2 separate regions of the Xenopus laevis genome follow, and region 2 is linked to region 1. A link is a contact called in public Hi-C data. All regions are on one chromosome and are shown on one strand. The core of a region is the stretch at or near the end of the contact, and the rest is flanking DNA. Distances in the headings are between cores, read along the strand shown.

Evidence for each region. A called contact is a pair of places that touch in the nucleus more often than the background predicts.
Region 2: a contact with region 1 is called in a Hi-C map of animal cap, with 5 times the contacts expected there. The contact joins the enhancer-like site here to the promoter of prss16.L in region 1. A contact is called at or near these places in 3 of 4 Hi-C or Micro-C datasets (the XL177 cell line, the XTC cell line and animal cap).

Annotation. Positions count from the first base shown.
Region 1 is chr8L:70,888,352-70,894,028 of Xenopus_laevis_v10.1, reverse strand. prss16.L (serine protease 16 L homeolog) reads left to right here and starts at 3,251. Exons shown (of 12, transcript NM_001095749.1): 1 at 3,251-3,399. The coding sequence starts at 3,336.
Region 2 is chr8L:70,934,524-70,940,200 of Xenopus_laevis_v10.1, reverse strand. All of the region lies in intron 1 of LOC121397064 (a long non-coding RNA gene), which reads right to left. Among protein-coding and RNA genes, the nearest start is that of selenow1.L, 16 kb to the left of the region's middle. Within about 2 kb of position 2,265, at least 1 of the 7 cell types and tissues checked has an H3K27ac peak or open chromatin away from gene starts, as enhancers often do.

The DNA.
Region 1 (5,677 bases), core at 2,002-4,501:
AACCATTTACATCTTGTACAATGTCAACAGATCAAAAGCTCCATTCTGGTTTGTGTACAGGAAATAAAATATTATGTTCCAAGTCCACATTCCTTATAAATAACTTTCTGAGTGGTACTGTATCAGATGCTTTTTCAAAAGCTAACTAGATCACATCCACTGCCATGCCAGACTCTAGGCTTCTGCTCACCTCATCATAAAGGGCAATTACAATTGTCTTGCAAAATCTATTGTGCATAAAATCATGTTGGCACAAACATTATTTCAGAATATTTTTCAGCATTCCCTATTACTGCTTCAAATGCTTTCCTACCACCATGAACGGACTGACATTCAATTGCACATTCTGCACTAATGACATGGATCCCCTAGACCCCGTCCAGTGATGGAAAGGCATAGGGAAGAGGGGCGGGTACACGAAAGTTGTGTCAGGGCAGAAGAGGGGTAAGAATTTGTAGCTATAAAGCTACAAATGTATTGTTATTGCAACTTTTGATTACTCCTCTTTCTATTCAGGCCCTCTACTATTCATATTCCAGTGTCTTATTCAAACCAATGTATTGTTGCTAGGGTAATGTGAGCCATAACAACCAGACTGCAAACTGGAGAGCTGCTGAATAAAAAGCTAAATAACTCTCTTGGATGGACACTAAGTTATATTGTTGTGGGTTTTTTTCTTTTACTTCTTTTAATATTTTATTTTATGGTTAAGATTATATCACAGCTCGTCACAGCTAAGCTGATAACTATGACCACAGTACATGAACGTATAAACAGCAATGTCATTACCCTCTCTTAAACTTACATTGTGACATTGATGTGTTTCTGCTTAATTCTGTATGTATGTAAATGAATACGCTGTGACACATATTATTGCTTTCTTAGTTTAATACATCACTGCTGTTTGATCTACAAAACTGTTCAGTAAAAACAACTGTAAAAAAGCTATAAATAGCTCAAAAATTACAAATAAAGCATGAAAAGCTATTGTAAATTGTCTCAGAATATAACTGCACATCATACTAAAAGTTATTTCAAAGGTGAACAATCCCTTTAAATCAAGTAGAAATTTGCCGCCAGTAGTGATGAACAAAATAATTTCACATTTACAGATTTGCTGAGAACATCAGCTTTTCGCGACCCCACATCAAAAATTCACCATGCGACTCATTTAGTTTTGCTTGACAAAAAAAAAAAAAGGCGCAACAAACACACATCATTCTATCCTTCTCCTCTTTTTCCACAATGAGATCTGAGCTGTCTTACTGTCTATATAAGGACATGCACGTAAATATATGGTTCATTCATTTTAATGTGGGATACAAAGCACCCAGATATTATCTGTTGGTTGTCATATTTAATATTAGTTGTGCCTGTGTTTATAAGCTATTAGTAATATATATAGTTGTGTCTGTGTTTATAAGCTATTAGTAATATATAAACTATTGATGGTACTTTTTGCTTAAACATTGAAACATACCACTGGGATGGGCAAATTTGACCCGTTTCGATTCGGCAAAAAATTTGCCGAAATGCATTCTATGGGCGACATATCTTTTTGGATGCGTGATGATTTTTTTTGACGCACATCATTTTTTTTGACGCGCAATATTTTTTTTCTCCAATTAAAGTCTATGGGCGTCATTTGCATGGTGAAACTCCCCAAAAAGATTCGCTCAGCCATATTTACCAGGCGACCAAAGGTGATGTCAAAAATCATGGGAGCCTTTTTTTCTATTGAAAAAGCAGTTGTAGCTTAGCGAATAGGAGCTACTCTAACAATGTAGGCCATGCATAGTAGTATACTGAGTGAAAAATGCATGTGATTTTGCCTTCCCATTGACTCCAATGCAATTCAACAAAAAAACAAAGCGCCCATAGGGGTACATACTAAGTAAACAAAATTCGCCAGCGACAGCTTCGCAGCCATCTCAAAATTCGCTCAGACAACGATATTTTACTAAAATGCAAAGTTATGTCCAGGGCGGCAATGCAAGCAACTCAAAGCAAAGATGCGCTTGCGTTCAATTCTACCTAATGCAACTTCGTTAGAGGTCTTCGATCAGGCTAATTTGGATACGGTGGGAAATTTAAAGTAGAATGGACGTATATGTTGCAGCAAATACATTACATTACACAAGTCCAGGGAACCTTAATAAATAAAATAGAGTTGTTATAATGCCCTACACATAGGCTCACTATATAGTTTATGTTCCATATGTTAGAAAATGTATAGGGGAACCTGGTTACCCCAAAAAAAATGTAAGGACTTTTGCAGGCTATCACTCTGAAAAAAGGAAAAGACGCCAGCGTTTTTTGGACTTAGAAAAATTTTCAACTAAAAATTGAAGAAGCCCTATCATTCAATTGCACTTCGTCTGGAACTTTTTCCACTAAAAAATATGATGTAAGTAACAGAAGAATGAGGAAGATCTATGCATTCCATTGCACTTCGCCTGGTCTGAGCTGGCGAAGGCAAGTCAGTTCAGTAAAATCCGCATCTTAGTGAATTTGCGAAGTAACGTCCATTCGCCAGAGCGAAAATACGCCTGACAATAGAGTGTGAATCACCGCTAGCGTCTTTCTCCTTCGCTAGTGAAGTGACGCCTGCGCCCGTTAGTAAATCGGTGAAGTCCCTGAAACCGCTAACGCTGACGATGCCAGCGTTAGTCACTTCGCCCTCTAGACTCTAATGTAGTTTGTTACAAAAATGTCGCAATATACAAATATATATACGTGACAGTCCATGAAAGCACTCACAGCAGCCGCCATGAAGCTTTTTTTTTAGCAAGTCTTTATTTGTGCATGGTGTATCAACACGTTTCGGCTCACCTGGAGCTGTCGTCCAGGTGAGCCGAAACGCGTTGATACACCATGCACAAATAAAGACTTGCTAATATACGCTTTATGGCAGCTGTTGTGAGTGCTTTCATGGACTGTCATAATAATATTTTGGTTAGCACACGGCAAATTGCTACATATACAAATAAAAAATTCAAATGCTAGATTAAAACCTACATACAAAAGATTGTATTATTACATTTGAATTCAAATAATTGCACACTACGTTTCCTAGTACATCTTATTTTGGCTGTGCTTCCATTTCCAGGGACCTGTCAGCCTAGCGACCGCGTTGATTGCTTAGTCACGGGACAGCAGCTTACTTGTAAGAGATAAAAGCTGAGCCAAGCAGGCTAGAGAGCCAATCAGAAGTTACTAATGCCATGTGATTCTCTAGCCCAGCAGTCATGTGATAGCTCATGCTTCCCCATGCAGTTCTGAGCTGAAAGGAGAATTGCTTGTTTTCCGTTTCGGTTCTGAGAAACTGCAGTGCAATGGCTGGTTTGTGGCTGCAGCTCTCCTTGCTCCTGCTGCCCCTTCTGGGGGGAACTGAGGGGGGTAAGTACATTTAGAATATACATGTGTTGCATTCATGGCGGATTAAACAGTGTTTTAGTATGAGACTAATATAAAGTGTCCTGTACTGAATGTTGCTGAGCGATATACATCAGTAACTATCTTAGTAATAGAAAACACCAATGATTCTTGGTGATCTGATCAGATAGTTCACTCTCTGACAAGCGGACAGGAATAGAACAGGAAAGTGAATGTTTTTACACTGCTTACACAGGAAATTTCATAAAGATCATTTTAGCACAGGGCAGCACCATAGAAAGGTGGAGAAATCGAACTCCTACGTGTCTCTCCAACTACAATTCTCAGCAAACTGAAAGCCTCTACATGTAATGCTAAGATCCACAGTAAAAAACAGCTGGACAGTCACAGAAATTACATCCCGGTAGTACCAAATGTCAGGCTTGTTAAATGTCAGGCTTCCATTGCAATACTCCTGAAATTTGGCACACCAAGTGTTAAGGGGAACACACTTCTCTTGCATAAGTCAAGTGTATGGCCATTAACGTGCTATACACATTTATTAAACAACAGTACGCGTGCTGTAGCGTGTTAGAACAGTAAAGGATTCTTTTTCTCCTGTAGAGTGTGTGTCAAATTAGTTCAGTTTCACACGGCTTCAGGGCAAGCCCTTGCAAAGGGAAATGTGTAGCGTGATACTAAGCAAGAGTTTCGACTCTACAGCTCACTTGCCTATTTATTTTGCTGCATAATGAAAGTAAATGTAATGCAACTTTCTAACACACAAAACAAGATTTAGGTATTTGTGTTTCCAGTTCTATTATCTGCACTGCTCGTCTTGACAGTGTAGCAGAAGCCAGCTGAACAAACTGCTTTCAACTGTGATTTCATTTAAAAAATACTTTTAAAACTGCTCACTTTTTAATGAAAATGCATGAAAAGTTGCCTGGAATTACACTAACTATGAGCTACTAGGCCTGCTCACAAAAAAAGAATAACATCTTCAGGAGGGGCCAGCACATGCACTTAGGGCCCTCCCCCCACCTCAACCCCTGGTAGGCCTCTCACCTGCTGCAAGTAACTTAAACCCTAGAAACAAATATGGATAAAAATGCCATAATTTATATACTGAACCTATTGCACCAGCCTTAAGTTTCAGCTTCTCAATAGCAGCAATGATCCAGGACTTCAAACTTTTCACAGGGGGTCACCATCTCGGAAAGTCTCTGCGAAATATCTAGCAGAAAATTAGGTTAGTCTGTAATATAAGCTGATGCATCTGGGCTGATTATTGAATTCTGATGCTAATTGCACTGGTTTCTGTGCTGCCATGAATTAACTACTTATCAGCCTTATATTGTGACATTTATAATCCATGTGTACTGTATATTGTGAGTGGGCCCCTTAGTTCAGTAAGTAACAGCAACACAGAGCATGTGCAGTGAATCAGCGGAAAAGAAAATGGGCAGCTACTGGGGCATCTTTGGAGACACAGTTCTTCACTGCTAAAGGGCTGTGGTTGCCTTGGGTTCGTACAGAAGCCCAAAACATAATGTACAGCATTTCTGGCCTACTTCTTTAGTAAGCTTTAGTTCTCCTTTAAGCAGATGGCTGGTGAGCTGTAAATTTCTTTTCACTGGTGTGGGGGACAACCATCCATAGAGCAGACCTTGTCCCTCTGTATCCCGAACCCTCCTGCAGCCACAAGGATTGCTACATGGTAGTTACGCCATTGTTTAATTACCTTTCCTTTGCAAAAATATAGTTTCCCCCATGTTATGCAAATAGCACCAGATTCACTATGTTTTCATTAATTTTGCAGTACAATAAAAGGCTTTGTCAGATCATCATCATTTTATATTGTGCTAACATACTCCACAAAGCTTTACAGAGATTATACATAATTAACAACAGTCCCTACCATAGTGGAGCTTAGAGATTATACATAATTAACAACAGTCCCTACCATAGTGGAGCTTATAGTTTAAGGAACCTATCACATACCAGTGTGGGAAATGCTATGAAGAGATAATTATATAGAATAATATACAGCCACTTGAGAAAGGGTCCTGTGAGACCCGAAACGTTGCTACATATTGTCTGCTCACCTGTTTTGAGCCAATAAAATACACTTTTGAAAATTATACAATGTGCAGTGTGCTGCAGTATATTGGACTTCTGTAAGGATTTAAGAAAGGGATATCCAGCCCGCAGTCAGCTCTGAAATTATACTCTTTGCATCCTTTCGATAACCAGCTTTGTCAGAGGATTCTGGGAGTTGTGGTCCTTTTATAGTAGTGAA
Region 2 (5,677 bases), core at 1,016-3,515, 47 kb before region 1:
AAACTGATCACCTTTCTGATTCCTGTGTGATCAGGTTCATTCAGATTTAGACTTGCCAGACAGATGGGAAATCACATCAGCTGAAAATCTGGTTTTTCATATTTGTGATTCTGGCCTATTAGTAAAGCTTTACCTCTGGGGCCCCCCAACAAATATGCAAGAATACAGGGTAAAATAGATGAGAGAAGGTGTCTATGCTCATTCCAGATTGCAATTCAATGTTATACAGATATTAAGTTAATATAGAGAAGTGAGAAAAATGTACTGGGATGTTGTTTTGGTACTTGGAATACCTAATGAGGGTGTAGGTATGAAAGGCCATCTTTAAAAGAATTACTGTATATCTAGATCATATTGTGGCATCTACATATTTGAGTCCATAAAGGTAATGGCAAATGGATAAGGGCATTTCAGGGTCCTCTGCCACCTTGGAGTAGCCAAAATGTTGCGGTCCCCCCAACGCTTTACTTTTCAGAGCTGGAATGGGATGAGGGGGCCATTCATCACATTTGTGATTTTGTGTGGGTGACAGAACACTCTGTGCTTCATTATCTCAGTGTAGAAGGACCAGTGGTACTTCTGGAAAATGAATGAGCTGTAGTTTGCAATGTCAATAAGCAGCAGTAATGGGCAGCAAGGTTTTGTGCTATGCTATAAGGAGTATAAATTTATGGAAGAAAGGGTATTTTTACCCCTTTGCAAACCACTGGTATGGCCTTGTCTTGATCTATGCAGTGGAGTTTTGCCAAAATCCAGCCCAAAATCCACCCCGTGTGGATACAGATACAGTCAATGTCTCTGTTGTCATTTTTCCAAGAGAGGAGAAAAGCTACAGTACATGTGCGTGCCATTAGCCTTAGGGGGGATTTAATTATAAGCCTTGGAACCAGGGGGCCAGCGGGACTGCGACCCCCCCCCCAGAATTTGTATCCCACCATGGAGCATGCTGCACGTAATCTTACCTCCCACCCCCTTAGTGTATTTTCATTTGATTAATATATAAATATATACTGTAAGGGGCTCTCTTTATATTCAACATAATGGAATCACTTCTGATTAGAAGAAAGTTAAATGGTTAAGGCTAAAAAATAAATTAAGAGTAAAGTTGTTGAATTTACTGCCTGAAGCAAATGTACTGACAGATACTTTTTAGCAAGTGAGAAAATACAATATTACAGTTATTAATACTACTAGTACTTCTAGTATCGTATATCCTTTAGGTGACTAAAACACTCCTGAAAATTAGATATGCTGTCTATACATTTCTCTGCAGTTTAATGTCTCACGTGTTACTCCAATTTTCTGTGTGTTGTACTGCAGAGCTCATGTAATACACAGTAGTATGCAGAGACTTCTCTGCGTACTATATGCCCATATCCTGCCTATTCACTTATTCTGCTTCTCCACTGGTGTAGGACTACAAAAAAGACCAGGCGCACTCAGAGATGCCCATTAGCCAGACTGGTATAAAAATAAACCTGTTCATATACACATTATGACTGCCCATAATCGACCAAAAAAAAAAAAATTTGGCTTCAGGTTGCATGCCCATACATAGAGTCTTCCTATTCCTTTCTGCAACTAATCTCACTAACAGAATCTTGTTAGCGGCAATGGCCAACATGAAATAAAATGGATTGCGGGGTTAACCCATTTCTGGTCTCAGTATCACTCTTCAGTGTTCTGTTTATCCCCCACCAAATACACAGATTTAAATGCATTACTTACACCCAGCTCCTGATTCAAGGGGTAATTAGCTACCTATTTGTGTGTATTGATAAGCTCCATTGATATGGTAATTGCCCCAGTGTCTTCCATTGTCTTTGTTAATCAACCTGCATAATTGAATCAGATAGCCCTGCTGGGGGAGCCCTAGGCAGAGGAGGTGGGATGGCATGTACATGGAGATTGCGTCTGACTAGTCTAGTAAGGACCACACAAAGGTGGAAAAATACCTAAGGAAACCTACCATACATATTTTTCAAAGCTAGGGCTAAATGGAAAGATGCTGGTCAGTGAGCATTGAGCACAGCAAAAGATGGTTGCCAGTAATACACCTACTGACTTAAGCTGCCCATGCAAAAAATAGATATCAGAGTAGGGGTGTATCTATATTGGAAGTAGTCCCTGGAACTCCTGGGGCCATAATAGCGGCGTCCACTATTGATTCATTTGACTAAACCCTTGAAGTAACAGGCAGTAAGTGCCAGGCCAAATTGTATTGGTGCCTTAGGCCTAGTGCCATGCCATGCCAAGCATACCCCCCCACCATCGCCAGTCACTTGCTTATCTGCACCCTTGCCAGTCTCTCAGGCACAAACACACCCCACTGCTGATGGTTGCTTACTTTGCAAACTGTCAGTTGCTAGCTCACTAATCCATTGTAAGTTGCACCCATTGTAAGTTGCACCCACCATCCCATTGTGCCCTAAACTGCCACCTCTGTTGCTACCCTTAGTTTCACCAGTGGCAGATGATATTTACAGTGTTCCCTTGTGTCCTTGCTACCTGTACTAATTGAAAAAAAATTTTTTGTCCCTTTTAGTGCTTTGAACTTGCACTTCTATGTATAAATGAGTCTATATTTAACAAATTCAGAAGCATTTCCTCATACTTTTGAAAACCAGACATCATGACACCTAATTATAATCTCTTATTTTAAAACAAAATGATTCATTCACAAAGTGGGATTGGAGATATAGTAACAAACATGTATACGTGAATATAATTTATTTATAATGTACTCATCTAATTTTAAGCTGAAGCCTTTTGCACTTTAGGGGAGTTCATAAACAGGATAGAGAAGAAGCAGGGCCATGGAAAGCTTGAATCCTAAATACCCCAGCTAAAACCTGTCAAATTCATGTAAAAGTCAATGGCAGAGGTCCCGTTAACCATTTGAAGATGTTTTTTGCCTTCATGATTTTCGGATGTTTTACAACTGATTTGTGTTCGAAAACTCGAGGTATTCGAGTTTTTTCCCCCTGATTGCATTCAGTCGAGTTTTTACATTTTGATTTTTTCATAATTAAGCAAACGTTCGAGTTGTGAGTTTATTCGAGGTGGAAAAAAACTCACCTTTAATAAATAGGGAGGATAAAACAATGTGTGTACCAGTTTAAGAATATGACACATATATGTCGTTTTCTATCCTTGTGACTTAGACACCCCTAATTAATTTACTGTTCACACTTAATAAATCTTAACTAGGTTAAAATAACAAGATTACCCCTTTAACTGGATCTCCTATAAAAAGATAAAAGAGAGGGAATGGCACTGATCATTGCAATTAGAGTTCCCTTGCAGGATGCATTTATTCAGACCTAGGGGTGAATTCACAAAAGGGCCAATAACACACATTTTGTGTAAAATGTTTGATTACACCAGAAAATCATAAATAACAATTCACAATTATATATTTTCTATTCCTCAAAAAGTTGTAAACCTCTTCTGAATCTCATAATGCCAGAAAAATGTTGCTGATAATGGCAGTTGGTGTAAATTGTAATCCCAATTTGTATGGAGAAATTCTGACATTCTGGAATGACAATTTAACTCCAAAGTGTGTAAAACCTCTGTGTATACAACCTGGATAAGTATATGGGCTTTTTAAAAGCATTGAAAATGTGTAAAAATGCATATATTGCAGTTTTTATTTTTTTTTTGCACATTAGTGCATTTTTTGTCAGTTCCAAATACAGACCTCTATTCTGAACGTGCACCAGGTGCAAGAAAATGCAGTATGCTCTGTCTAAACAAACGCCACTCTGAACACAATATAATGAAATCAATTAGCTAATGCTTTTAGCTACACTCAAACCTGCATCTCAAATGCATAAACAAACCAAAGCCTTGTTGTAAGAATGCTAAGGGGGTTAATTATCAAAGTCCGAATTTATCTCAGTATTTTTTGCTACAAACCTATCAAATCTGCTCTGGTTTTTTACACTTATTTATTATTACATTTTCCCGAAAATTTGCTTTGCAGGAAAAAATCGGATTTTCATGAAATTTTCAGACTTTTTTCATCCTATTTTCACTATTTTTTCGTAATTTTCACCTGAAAACTTCGGGGTATTGCCAGAAACCCAGTGCACATCAAAAAATCAATGGGACTTTTCCCATTGACTTATATGCAACCTTGACAGGTCTGAGATGCCGGATTTTCAGATTCGGACTTTTCCATCCTTGGGGTTTAATAAATTCCCGAAAAATTCATGATTTTTTAAAAGTCAGATTTTATAAGAAAAAAATCACAAATTTTTCGTGATTTTTGCATTTGGAGTTTAGTAAATAACCCCCTTAGTGTGTGATCATTTTGTGAATTTTAGATTCTTTTAATTTAGGTACTCGTTATTTTAAATTCAGTTTAACTATAATATTTGCTACTCCAACATCAGTTTACTCCACTTTTGCAAAACAACCCCCTAGTCAGTTTAGAATGTGTAACCACAATAGTTCTCAAATGGATTTTGGTGCAGTTCTATGCATTCCACAGCACAACAATGAACATCTTAATTGATCTCATGCTTCCCTGAGGGCCTGTACCCATGGAACAGAAACCAAAGCTGACTGCAATATTCAGCATTGGTCTCCACTCCGCCTGGGTATGGGCACTTAGTGCAGAATTAGGTTGCTAGCAAATGTTGCCACATAGTAAGAAAGCATAGAACCGGCAAAAAATGCATTTTTATAAAGCTAAAGAGTTCATAGCAGTCTACTGTTTGTGTTAGGTGATTTTTGCCGTTGAGCAATCCATTGTGTTTGTATGCAGATTCAATGAAGTATGCCTGTGTATGAGGTCCGTCCATGAATTAAATATGTTAATAAAAAAGACCATGGGTTCATGGGAAAATTATGTTCATACACCCCCCCCCCCCCCCGAATGCAGTTAAAAGATTATCCTAATTTTCCAGTCTCTGATTTGAAATCTCTGCCCCTGGAACTGTTAGCCTGCACAGAAAACCTCTGTGATCTTATAACCAGAATCAGTTCTCATTTCAACTTTTTCCTCTAAAACCTATGGCTTTGATTGAAACAGTCACCTTGCTTGTTCTTTATCAGAGCCACAATCAGGGGGTTAAAAGAGATTGTGAGGGAAGTGGCTTGTTTTGTGGGTTTTTATGATTACTGATATTGGCCATGTCTTCAAATATAATTACATATTCTCCCCATGACTTTGTCTGTTTCCACCACATGCGGCAGGTTCAGCTCAGTTCTTATATAGAGGCTATATATGAGGTAAAAGCACAGGAGCAATGTGTGCGTTGAAATTATTATCAAATGTTGTTAAAAACAATCGTTATGTGGGGAAAATGTTGGCTTTGTGTTTGACAACTTTTTATATTTGCCGACTTTCAGACATGTCAGTTCTGCAGTATGAAACCACCCCGTACCTGGTTACCTGGAGTCTTTCACCTGCTTCTTGTGATTTTCACCCAAATATTTTTGCCCCGGCTGTTGCTTTGCTAATGAACTCAAAGTCCTCCAAAATAGGCAGTTTCACGCAGAGCAGGGAATGTGAATGGGGGTATGGTCATAACAGGGGTCTCACAAAGGCATAACAGGCATGGCCAAGATGCACTTGATATATAATGTTGCTGTTTGGCATCTCTGCAGCTGAATGAAAATTATTATTATATATATATATGGTTTTATGGTTTGTTGTTATGAGGCA